Linked DNA regions of Zea mays: region 2 is linked to region 1. Evidence: chromatin contacts called from public Hi-C data. All regions are on one chromosome and are shown on one strand. The core of a region is the stretch at or near the end of the contact, and the rest is flanking DNA. Distances in the headings are between cores, read along the strand shown. Region 1 holds the start of LOC100275520. Region 2 holds the start of LOC100282503 (lactate dehydrogenase1).

Region 1 (5,419 bases), core at 2,062-4,561:
GAGTGGGGGCGTGGCTTCAAAAAGTGGGTCGGGCGCGTGGGGAGGTGGCCGGGAGAAGCACGGTGTGGGCGCGTCCACGGCGGGGCGTGCAGGTGGGAGGTTAGGGAGACGGAGAGAGCTGACGAGTGGGGTCTGCGGGTCAGCGAGAGAGGCCGCACGAATAGGTGGTCAGCACTAACGGATGGGTCCCGCTGCGCAGAGAGAGAATGGGACGCGCACGCGAAGGGGATTGGCGACGATAGCTCGGTCCCACCGGCCAGAGAAAGAGGAGGAGCAGGTGCGCGAGTGAGCGCAGACGAAGGAAAAGGCGCTCATAGGCGGGGCCTGGCTGTCAGGGAGGGGCAGGCGTGCGCACGAAGCTGAGCTGGGCTAGACTGGGCTAACTTGGGTTGAATTGTTTTTTCCTTTTTCTTCTGAATTTCAAATTGCTTTTCTTTTTATTTTCTCTAGGAAATTCAATTCAAATCAAACCACAATTCAAATTCAAATATTTCAAACATGTGCATCAACCAAAAACAAAGTTTAAGCTCACAATGATGCAAGCATTCATATCTTCCCTAGGTTTTAATATTCCCAAGAAAATAATACATCACTCCCATAATTAACCCAAAATCCTATTAAAGAGAATAGAAAAGAAAAACTATAGAGGTGAGAAAAGGAGTAACACCTGAATTTGCTAGGTATTTAGAGAAGAAATTTTATACCACCAAAATCAAGGTGTTACACCCTCTCCCCAAAAAGGGCCCAAAAGCCTTTCCGGGGGGAGATGTGTGCAAAGCAAAGGGTCAATATGCGTCAACAACCAACTCGAAAGGTCGGATCAAGAAAGATCAATAGGAGGCAAGCCCTAATCTTCGTCTAGGAAAATGTAACCCCCAAGCAATCCTTGCAGATTACTTGGGGGCTCGAGGGCTACATCATACTAATGCGCTTGCGTGCATTCAGGCCACGCTCCTACGGGCATCACCTCTGGGCAACTTCTTACGGGTTCGTACCGAGAGACTACCCTAGTTTCGAGGACCAACTCAAAAGGTCGGGTCAAGGGCCACGACAACGAACATGAGTACATATGAAACAATTAGGAGGTCGGTAGAGGTTGGCAAAAAGCATGCCTATGGCTTCACCAGGAACCAAATAAACCCCCAAGAAATCCTCAACGGATTACTCGGGGGCTACATCATACTGATGCGCTTGCGCGCACTCGAAGCTTCTGACCCCTAGAAGAAAGCCTCTGACCGACTCCAAGGAGTCGCACGGAGGATCGAGGGCTGCTGTCGGGTACCTAGGAACGGGGTACCCAAGGCAAGGCCCACAAACCTCTCTCTGGCCCATTTACCAAGTCCTCGTCGGGTGTCGGGTACCATAATTAGGGGTACCCAGATCACAACCCTAAATTACCTAGACACTTGAGTAAGTAGAGGTCACAAGCAAACACGCTCCCAACCTTACCAAGGCACGAGAAACCCAAGTCATGAATTGCTCGAGGCCAACCTTGGGTGGCCAACCTCGGGTGGGAGACGCAGTCATGGCTCTCCCAAGGCCAACCTCGGACGAGAGGCGCTTTTTCGACTCACCTGAGGGCGTCTCGGGCGATGCTCCAGAAGGTGCCCAACTCCATCAATCAACTCCACCGACAAACTCTATGAGGCGGACCAACCGACCAACTCTCCGATGACCAACTCACTGTCGAGCAACCGAGCGAGTCCACGAGGTGGGGTGAATGACCAAATCCCCACGCGAGCGAGTCTGCGAGGCGGGGCGAACGACCGAGTCTCCACCGAGCGGGTCTACAAGGAAGGAACTCGAGTCGACGCTGTCGGCCCACGATAGCCGCGACAAGACACAACGTCACCAAACCATGGCCAGATTGTACCTACAAGTACCAAAAGGCGTCAAACAGACACAATGGAACGCCCCCACATGCACCCACGGATAAGCCCTCACTGACTCGCGGGGCCGGTCAACTCCAGTCACAGGGGCCTCAGCACCTAAGTTTCTACAATGGCCCATACACCAGAAAGGACGAGACAATACACCATACCAGGCGTATATCTACGTGTGCTTGATAGTGACACAAGGGGTATGACAGAAGATGAAGTTGTACCAGACATGACCTTGAACCTTACCATAATCCAACTTTGCAGGACCCGCCAGATACCATAACCAGCACCAAGCAAGCTACAGGGACTCATATACCGAACAGACAAGATGGAACGCCATACTAGGTGTACGGTAGTGCACGACCCTACGGACGACATCAGGAGACTACGCCATCCAGAGACAGCAAGCCGAGCTCCCCCTGTAGAATATAAGTCCCCACTGTAAAGTCCACCCTTGAGCTATAAAAGGGGCCGGACAGCTTTCACTTTATGTATTATGTAATTTCTATTGTAGTTTTATTTTCTATATAAACCAGGCAACTATTCGCTTAAATTATGTGCTAGATGATTTTTTCAAGCAAAACACCATGTTTCGTTTTAAATAAGCGTATGCAAAAGAAAAGTTGACGTGGTTATAGAATAAAAAGACGATGGTAGATATTGATTGGTCGATAGTGAGGCAATGATAGATACATACAGGTCAGTTGCATCGAATTTAGCGGCACCTATATGATTTTCATAATTTATTTCTCAATTAGCACAAGGGATAAGGTCTTGTTTCGTTGGGACCCTGGCAAAGTTGCCTGGGCCGGAGAACTATACATGCCATCGGTTCCATCGATTTTGAGTGCTCGACGGTTAGATCTATCTGTCTGACCGACACTCTCAGACCAAGTCACTAATAAAACAGTCCCTAAGGCTTTGCCGAGCAGCAGGTGAGCGTGATCGTAAAAATCAGCTGCGCCAGAGGCTGTGGTGCGTCGTAGAAAAAGAAGCAGGTTTAGGAGCTCGTGAAAAACTAGGAGAGGATAGAGGGTACACATATATAGAGAAGAGAGAAAGGGACACCCTTTTTCGCGACTGCACACGTAACCCGCTAGATAGAGCTACAGTGCTTCATGATTCTCTAAAAAGCGCATCCCTATTGATATAGAGAGCTGCTGGAAGTTAGAATAGAGTACGTGGTATTATAGATGATACTATTTGCAGATTAAATTTTGAAATAAGAGATGAGATGGTCTAGAGGCTTGGAGGATAGGGTTGCGGTGGGCTGGCCCACTTGCTAGAGACAGATAGAGGAGAGAGAGAATAGGAGGGGAAATCCGCATCGATTTCGTCGACGCCAAGCAACCCGAACCAAAAGCCACTCGGATCCATCTCCCACTCTCCCCTCCTCGTCATCGGCTCCTCCGCCTCCACCTCCGCCCGCCCCCTGATCCGGATCGACGACGCCGACCCCAGATCCCTTTCCTCTCCGCCGTCTCCCCGCCCGCCCGCCCGCCGATCCCACATCCCTCCCAGGCCTTCAAGCAGGTACTGATTTCGCCCCGCCTCCTGTTCCTATTCCGCTGGATCGGATCTGCCACTTGTGGCTTCCATCCCCGCCCCAATTCGATATGTTCTCAATTTCATGCTGGGCCGGCCAATTGGGAAAGAATATATTGACCCTGAATGATGCGAATTTCTGTCAGTTGCTTGTTCCGTCTGGGACAGCCGTGCCATAATTTTGAGGGTCTTCCGTCTTTAATTGGTTGCTAGTATATCAAGGTTTTCCTCCTACCTATGCATGGAAACATGGATTTAATTGTTCTCTGTACGTATATCCATCTCTTGCTAACGGAACCTGTGGATCAAAATCATCTCATGTTCGATTGGTATACTACTTTGTCATCTCACTTCTATGTGTAGATTTTAGCTTTTTTTCATAGGGCTGCCGTCTAGTTTTACTTCTGTACGTATTTCATTCACTAGATAGGTATCTAGATACTTGGATGGCGCAATTGTCTTGATTCCCAACCCAACAGCATAGTCTCGGAGTGGCTAGTACCTTGCCTGTTATAGTTATCTAACTAATAATGTACATCAATTCATTATGTCAAAGTCGTTTCATTAATTTGTTCTTCTATATATTCATCCCCTGCTTCATTTCCCTTCACCTGCTGCTGCCCCCCTTCTCAACTTAATTATCTCCTCTCTTGCCACAGTGAAGGAGCCTTATGAGCTGGTTGGCTGGGGCTTTACTCCAATTCTGGTGCTACTAAGATGGGCCAGGGCCTGCTCAGCAACAAGTCTGGGACAAGACTAAGCATAGATGAAATAGCAGGCGCTTACCATTTCTTGCTCTTGCTCTCCCCCGTGGTTTCCTTCTGGGACTGCATCTTCCGCAAGATAAGATACTCATTCAGACCTGAGTGGGTGTAGCAGCATCCTGCACTCACCCACCCATCTTAGCAACAGTTCCTTTCCTTTTCTTCCTCGTTATTAAAATAAAAAAAAGTTAGACAAACCAATGAGGCCAAAGAATGAAGTTTGAACATTTTGTTTTCTTTCTTCCCTAATTATACCTAGTAGTGAGTAGAGGAGTCAGGTCTACCAGAGGTAATAGTGAATAGCAGCAGGCACGGCTGTCATGGACAGGGCTACCATGAGCAGCAATCAGGCAGGCAAAGTGTTGAAGAAAGGAAAAAAGAAGCAGGCCAAGGACGAGCTGGACCGCCAGAAGCAGGCGGAGAAGAAGCGGCGCCGACTTGAGAAAGCGCTGGCAAACTCGGCTGCCATAATCTCGGAGCTGGAAAAGAAGAAGCAGCAGAAGAAGGAAGAACAGCAAAGGCTGGACGAGGAAGGTGCTGCCATAGCAGAAGCAGTCGCTCTTCATGTCCTCATAGGCGAGGACTCCGATGAACCCTGCCATTTGATGCTGAACAAGCACCATATAAGGTGCAACCATTGGGCCCCCTCGGCTGCTTTTGAATTCACCGTGGACGCACAGCCCGCCGAGGTGTACCCGTCTGAGGATGGACTGGTATGCGGCAGCCATGCGTATGCTCCCAGAGCCCCCAAGGGGAGGCGGGCTGATTGGGGGATTGGACAGGCACTGCCATGCTGGGGAGAAGTGAGTGACCTCCAAGGCCCGTACTACCAAGGAACGTTCCGTCAGTCTGTTACCTGCCCTGGCTTCATAGCCGCTCAGGCTGTGTCATCGTTGCAGATCAGGGAAGAGTCGCCAGAGGTCACCTCTCCAAGCCATGGGGCCGATGCTGCTGCGACCGTGGTTAACCGGATGCTTGGTGGCACCAGCAGGCTCAACCTTTACAGGGGGATATAAACATTTACACTTGTCAAAGAATTGTATTGTATATATAAAAAAGAAGATGTGTTTGGCTGCATTGCCTGCAATATATATATAATATAGTCTTGTGGTTTCCGAAAGAGAAATGGACAGAACATCCATCCTGTTTTGTTGTTGTTTTTTCTTTGCCAAAGGTTATTTGTGTACTGTCAGTTAACACTGTGAACATATATGCTTTTTAATTAATATG
Region 2 (5,429 bases), core at 2,726-5,225, 260 kb after region 1:
CTGTTCATAACAAGCAAATGACACGATCCTTTCCCTATCTTGTACTTGTACATTATAACGCAGTTGAATTAACTTCTCTAGGTATTGCCAAGCGTCTATAAAGGTACTGAAAGCCTCTGGTCGTGCCCCTGAATTGGAGGTGTGGAAACAATTATTTTCTTCGCTGGAGGAGAGGATACGCACTCACCAGCAGGTATGACCATGCCATTTGGTATATTGCTTATTGCAAATCTTTGCTTGCTTTATATCTGTGGTTCTCTTGCTCTTTTCCTTAGTTCATTTACAAATGGACCAACTCTCGCTGTTTGTTTTTTCTGTAGGGTGGATATGGCACAAATCTTGCCCCAGGAAAAATAGTTGGGAAGATTTTTACCTCGCTTGATAAATCTATATCCCGCATGATGGGTACACCATCTGCACCACTTCCACCGTTGCCACATGGATCTTTTAGTGATAAAGAGAGCCACTCTATACCTGCGGCAGCAAAATTTGTTAATAGCCAATCGGTAATGGTCATGCCATCGTTAATACCATCTGCTTCAATGCAGTCAATGACTGAGATAGCAGAGGATAGTGGTGGCACTGGCAGGAAAATTGCACACAACAGAAGTGTTTCTGAGCCGGACTTTGGTAGATCATCCAAACAGGTACTTGCAAAGAGAAAATTTGAGAGATTAGTTTCTGGTCAGTTGATGTTGAATTTGATATATCTTTTGGTATTTATTCCCTCATCTCGTCTTAAAAACCTAACAGGGTGCTGGTGGATCAGATGGTACACAGAGCAGTGCATCAGGATCCAGCAGTTCTCGATTTGGTTGGCTAGTGCAGAAGACTATGGGATTAGTGTCAAAATCCCACCGCCAGGTATTTTTTTACTGGGTTATGAAATGGACAATCTCCAGTTTTTTTTCTTCATCTCTTCTTTTCTATATGCAAGGCCAACTTATGATCCTATTTCTGTTCTGAAGGCAAAATTAGGGGATCAGAACAAATTTTACTATGATGAAAAATTGAAGCGGTGGGTGGAGGAAGGTGCTGCTGTTCCTGCCGAAGAGCCTCCTCTTCCTCCACCTCCAACAAAACCATCTTTCCAGAATGGTATGCTAGACAATAAGTTGAATGGCCCCATGAGCGTAAGCCATGCTCCCAATGGAGTCACAGAATGGAAATCCTCAAATTCTTCAGAGCAAGGTCTGGGTATGCCGCCAATTCCACCTAGCCAAAACCAGTTTTCTGCTCGTGGACGGATGGGTGTCCGGTCCAGGTAATTCAACAGTGGCATTGACATTTACTACTTTTTAATTATATTTCTATATTGCTCTCCAAGGTATTATCTGGCAAACTGATGGGTTTTCTCTCTGTTTTTCATTTTAGATATGTTGACACATTCAATAGATCAGGTGCATCTGGTGCAATGCCATCATATAACAAACCAGCTGCTCCATCTATGACACCACCAGCTGGTGCCAAGTTCTTCATGCCAACTGCAGCACCTGTTGCCGCGGATCAGATGATACCACACCAAGCAGCAGAGATACACAGTGAAACCATCCATCAGGATGAGCGGTCAGCCTCACCGCCAGCAGAAACATCATTTTCTTCAACCCCACCACCCACGCAATTTCCATCACCAGTGCAATCAACAATTTATCGGCAATCTAGTATGGAGAACATCTCCACCCCTTACCAGGGTTCCGGGGTATCGTCATTAAGCAACGACAGCTCATTCTCAAAATCTCGAGCCGCGTCCTGGAGTGGGACATACTCTGAGCAGTTTAATGCTTTTGCGGGCACTATATCGCCTGACAGACAGACGACGCATTCACCACTGATGCCTGGCAAACCACCACACAGCCGTTCCAACAGCAACTCATCAGGGCATCTCAATGGATTGGCAGAGGATCTTCATGAGGTCGAGCTGTAACTGGCGACTGGTCAGCATGACCGTCGCAACTCGTGTCTTAAAGGCAGCGATGACAACCCCTCCCCAAGCAGGTGACAGAAAAGAAGGTGCCCTTAAAATGCTGACCACGGGGATGCCGCAGCTGGAATGGGCTTGGTGTGACTTTGCACGAGATTCTGGGGCGCGCTCTAAACCACCGAGGTGCGTCAGGCCTGTACTAATAGAGATGCAGGGTTTTTTTTTGTAGCCATATATACATATATGTTGGTTTTGTGTTTTAGAGAGAAGGGAAAGGGTTGGGTGGGCCTTTGTTTACAGGTGGGAAGGGAAGAGAAGCAGCATGCAGATGCCCTTGTACAGATAATCTGCCCCTACCCAGTTTGTTTAAAACGCAAACAACGCCATTTTGGTTTTAGTTCCCTGGAGAAGGATAGAGGAGAAGGTGTGTGTCTTTGTAGTGTGAGAAGCATGGCTCTGTAGTGTTGTTGTTATAGTGTACTACTACTGTGCTAGCCAGCCGCATACACAGACTGTTTATTCTTTGGAGACGAATCAATTCTTTCATCTTGACTAGGGCATTATTATTTGTTAACATAATGCTGCATCTTGTTATGTACGTAAAAGTCAAGAGAAGGTACAAATTAAGCCATATGTTATGTACTAGTAAACAATGATACAGGATGCAGATGCTTATCGATTGATACGTTGATGTAGCAAGAGTGGCGGCGGTACGCGTGGTTTTGGTTAATTGACCAGGTGAGTGAAAACCGGCTGCTCAGCTCCAGGATTTGCCTCGCCAGACACACAGCACATGCTTGCCTTTTCCCATAACCTTTCACAGCTCTCTCTCTCTCTCTCATTTTCTTCTGTCCGACATACATGTGGAGCTCTTAGTAAAGCTGCTTTACTAAACATTTTTTTTTAAAAAAAAACAGCTCAATTTTACTGATAAAGTCGCTCGCGAAGTTGCTTTACAAAAGAAGAAGCTTCAACAGTAAAGCTGAGATGTACTAAATGTTATCTAAATGAAAAATGCAGTCATAGATTTTGACCAATTCAATATTTTCCAAAGCTTTATTAGACTTGTAGAAAACATTATGAATATTTGTATGTGTAACCTTAGAGCACTTATATAAGTCATAACAAATGGCGTACTTATATAACCACAATGTACTGGTGCTGCGTCATTATTTTATACTACGCATATATTATTATAAGTAGAGAAAGCTCACAAAACCATGCGCGCGCCCCCCTGTTTGTTTCGGTCGCTAATTACACCCTTTGTATCGTTGGTTGATGATGGTCTCCACCGGCCGTACGAGTCATCGATCGTTGATTTATTTTTATCACCGACTTGCACGCCTTTCGAACAAAGACGCAACAAAGGAAAGCGAAAGCGTCACGAACGAGGTTGTTCCCTGACAGTTGTTCGACTAATACAACTGCAAGACACTGAATAAGCAGTAAAAATCAATATAGATTAAAGTTAAACGAACATGCTCAACATCGAATACTACTCATATGTGTTATTATTAAGAGAATACCACCAAGGTAGAAAAGTTAAAGGACCTAAACTGTTGTGCCGGGAGAGTTGTGCGACGAACAGATGTAAATATGATAAAATAAGTTCAAAGTTCATATAGATAGCACGATCACACTTAGGGCTAGTTTGAAGCCATAAAAATGGAAGAGATTAAATGAGATAAAATTCACTTATTTAATTTTAAATAAGAAGAGAGTTTTAACCCCTCTAATTCTCTCCAGTATTTTAGCTCCTAAACTAGCTCTTACAGCAGTAAAAGACCCTTGATGGTAGCGTATGCAAAGAGAAGGAACTATTCAATGAATTGTTTTTTTAATCACTAGTAGTATGGTGGGTAACTGTCGTCAACCGGCCCTATCTACTTCAGTTTAGTGAAGCACTAAACCGCACCTTGGTATGTTCAAATTTAAGATTTTTTTTGAAACGAAACAATTTTAACCAGCGGCTCCAAACCGGTGAAGTGGTTTGGTCTTTGGTGTGGGGCCAGGGTATTAATGGAATTGAATATATAAAGAGCAGGGTGGTGGACCTTTCCCCTCCCACGAGTCGAGTAGCCATTGCCCATTGCCATTCCTTCCTTCCTCCACAGAGAAATCCGATCCGCGGAGATTTGACCCAACCAGATCATATCACACACGTAATCCCATCCCATTCCGCCCGCAACAGCAGCACCACCGGTGGGAAGAAGAAGATGAAGAAGGCCACTTCGCTCTCCGAGCTGGGCTTCGACGCCGGCGACGCGTCGTCGGGCTTCTTCCGCCCTGTGTCCGGCGACTCGTCGACGCCGACGTCGCAGCACCACCGGCGGAGGCTGACCAAGGTGTCGGTCATCGGCGCGGGCAACGTGGGGATGGCCATCGCGCAGACCATCCTCACGCGCGACCTGGCCGACGAGATCGCGCTGGTGGACGCGGTCCCGGACAAGCTCCGCGGGGAGATGCTGGACCTGCAGCACGCGGCGGCGTTCCTGCCGCGCACGCGCCTCGTGTCCGGCACCGACATGTCCGTGACCAGGGGCTCGGACCTGGTCATCGTGACGGCCGGGGCGCGGCAGATCCAGGGCGAGACGAGGCTCGACCTGCTCCAGCGGAACGTGGCGCTGTTCCGCAAGATCGTGCCGCCGCTGGCGGAGCAGTCCCACGACGCGCTGCTGCTCGTCGTGTCCAACCCCGTGGACGTGCTCACCTACGTCGCCTGGAAGCTTTCGGGCTTCCCGGCCAGCCGCGTCATCGGATCCGGCACCAACCTCGACTCGTCCAGGTTCAGGTTCCTTCTCGCCGAGCACCTCGACGTCAACGCCCAGGACGTACAGGTTCGTGAGGAGTAATGACATCTGCCATTGGCCCACATCTGCCAGAGGCATCAGTTCCCGTTGGACTGTGACCACTCCTCTGGTTGCTAAGAGCGTCTCCAAAAGATTTCATATTTTAAATGTAGGGTAAAACTGAGCATAAACTTGGTAAAAAGATTTGAGCTGATTTTAAACTCGGTAAAACCGAGAGCATAAACTTGGTAAAAAAAGAAGAAGGAAGAAGATTTGATCTGATTTAAATCTTGGTAGAACTGAGCATACAACATGTCTATGAATCAATCAATTTGTTTTGCAGGCGTACATGGTCGGCGAGCACGGCGACAGCTCGGTGGCGGTGTGGTCGAGCGTGAGCGTGGCGGGGATGCCGGTGCTCAAGTCGCTGCAGGAGAGCCACCGCTGCTTCGACGAGGAGGCGCTGGAGGGCATCCGCCGCGCCGTCGTCGACAGCGCCTACGAGGTCATCAGCCTCAAGGGCTACACCTCCTGGGCCATCGGCTACTCCGTCGCCAGCCTCGCCGCGTCGCTGCTCCGGGACCAGCGCCGCATCCACCCGGTCTCCGTCCTCGCCAGGGGGTTCCACGGCATCCCCGACGGGAACGACGTCTTCCTCAGCCTGCCCGCCAGGCTCGGCCGCGCCGGCGTCCAGGGCGTCGCCGAGATGGAGCTCACCG

What was found. Hi-C and Micro-C count contacts between places; a contact is called where the count stands out from the background.
Region 2: a contact with region 1 is called in a Hi-C map of ear, with 1.7 times the contacts expected there. The contact joins the promoter of LOC100282503 here to the promoter of LOC100275520 in region 1. A contact is called at or near these places in 4 of 25 Hi-C or Micro-C datasets (ear, leaf and tassel).

What each region holds. Positions count from the first base shown.
Region 1 is chr5:69,116,818-69,122,236 of Zm-B73-REFERENCE-NAM-5.0, forward strand. LOC100275520 reads left to right here and starts at 3,312. Exons shown (of 1, transcript NM_001149579.1): 1 at 3,312-5,419. The coding sequence starts at 4,510. The coding sequence ends at 5,205.
Region 2 is chr5:69,373,608-69,379,036 of Zm-B73-REFERENCE-NAM-5.0, forward strand. LOC100282503 (lactate dehydrogenase1) reads left to right here and starts at 3,976. Exons shown (of 2, transcript NM_001155412.2): 1 at 3,976-4,758; 2 at 5,054-5,429. The coding sequence starts at 4,138.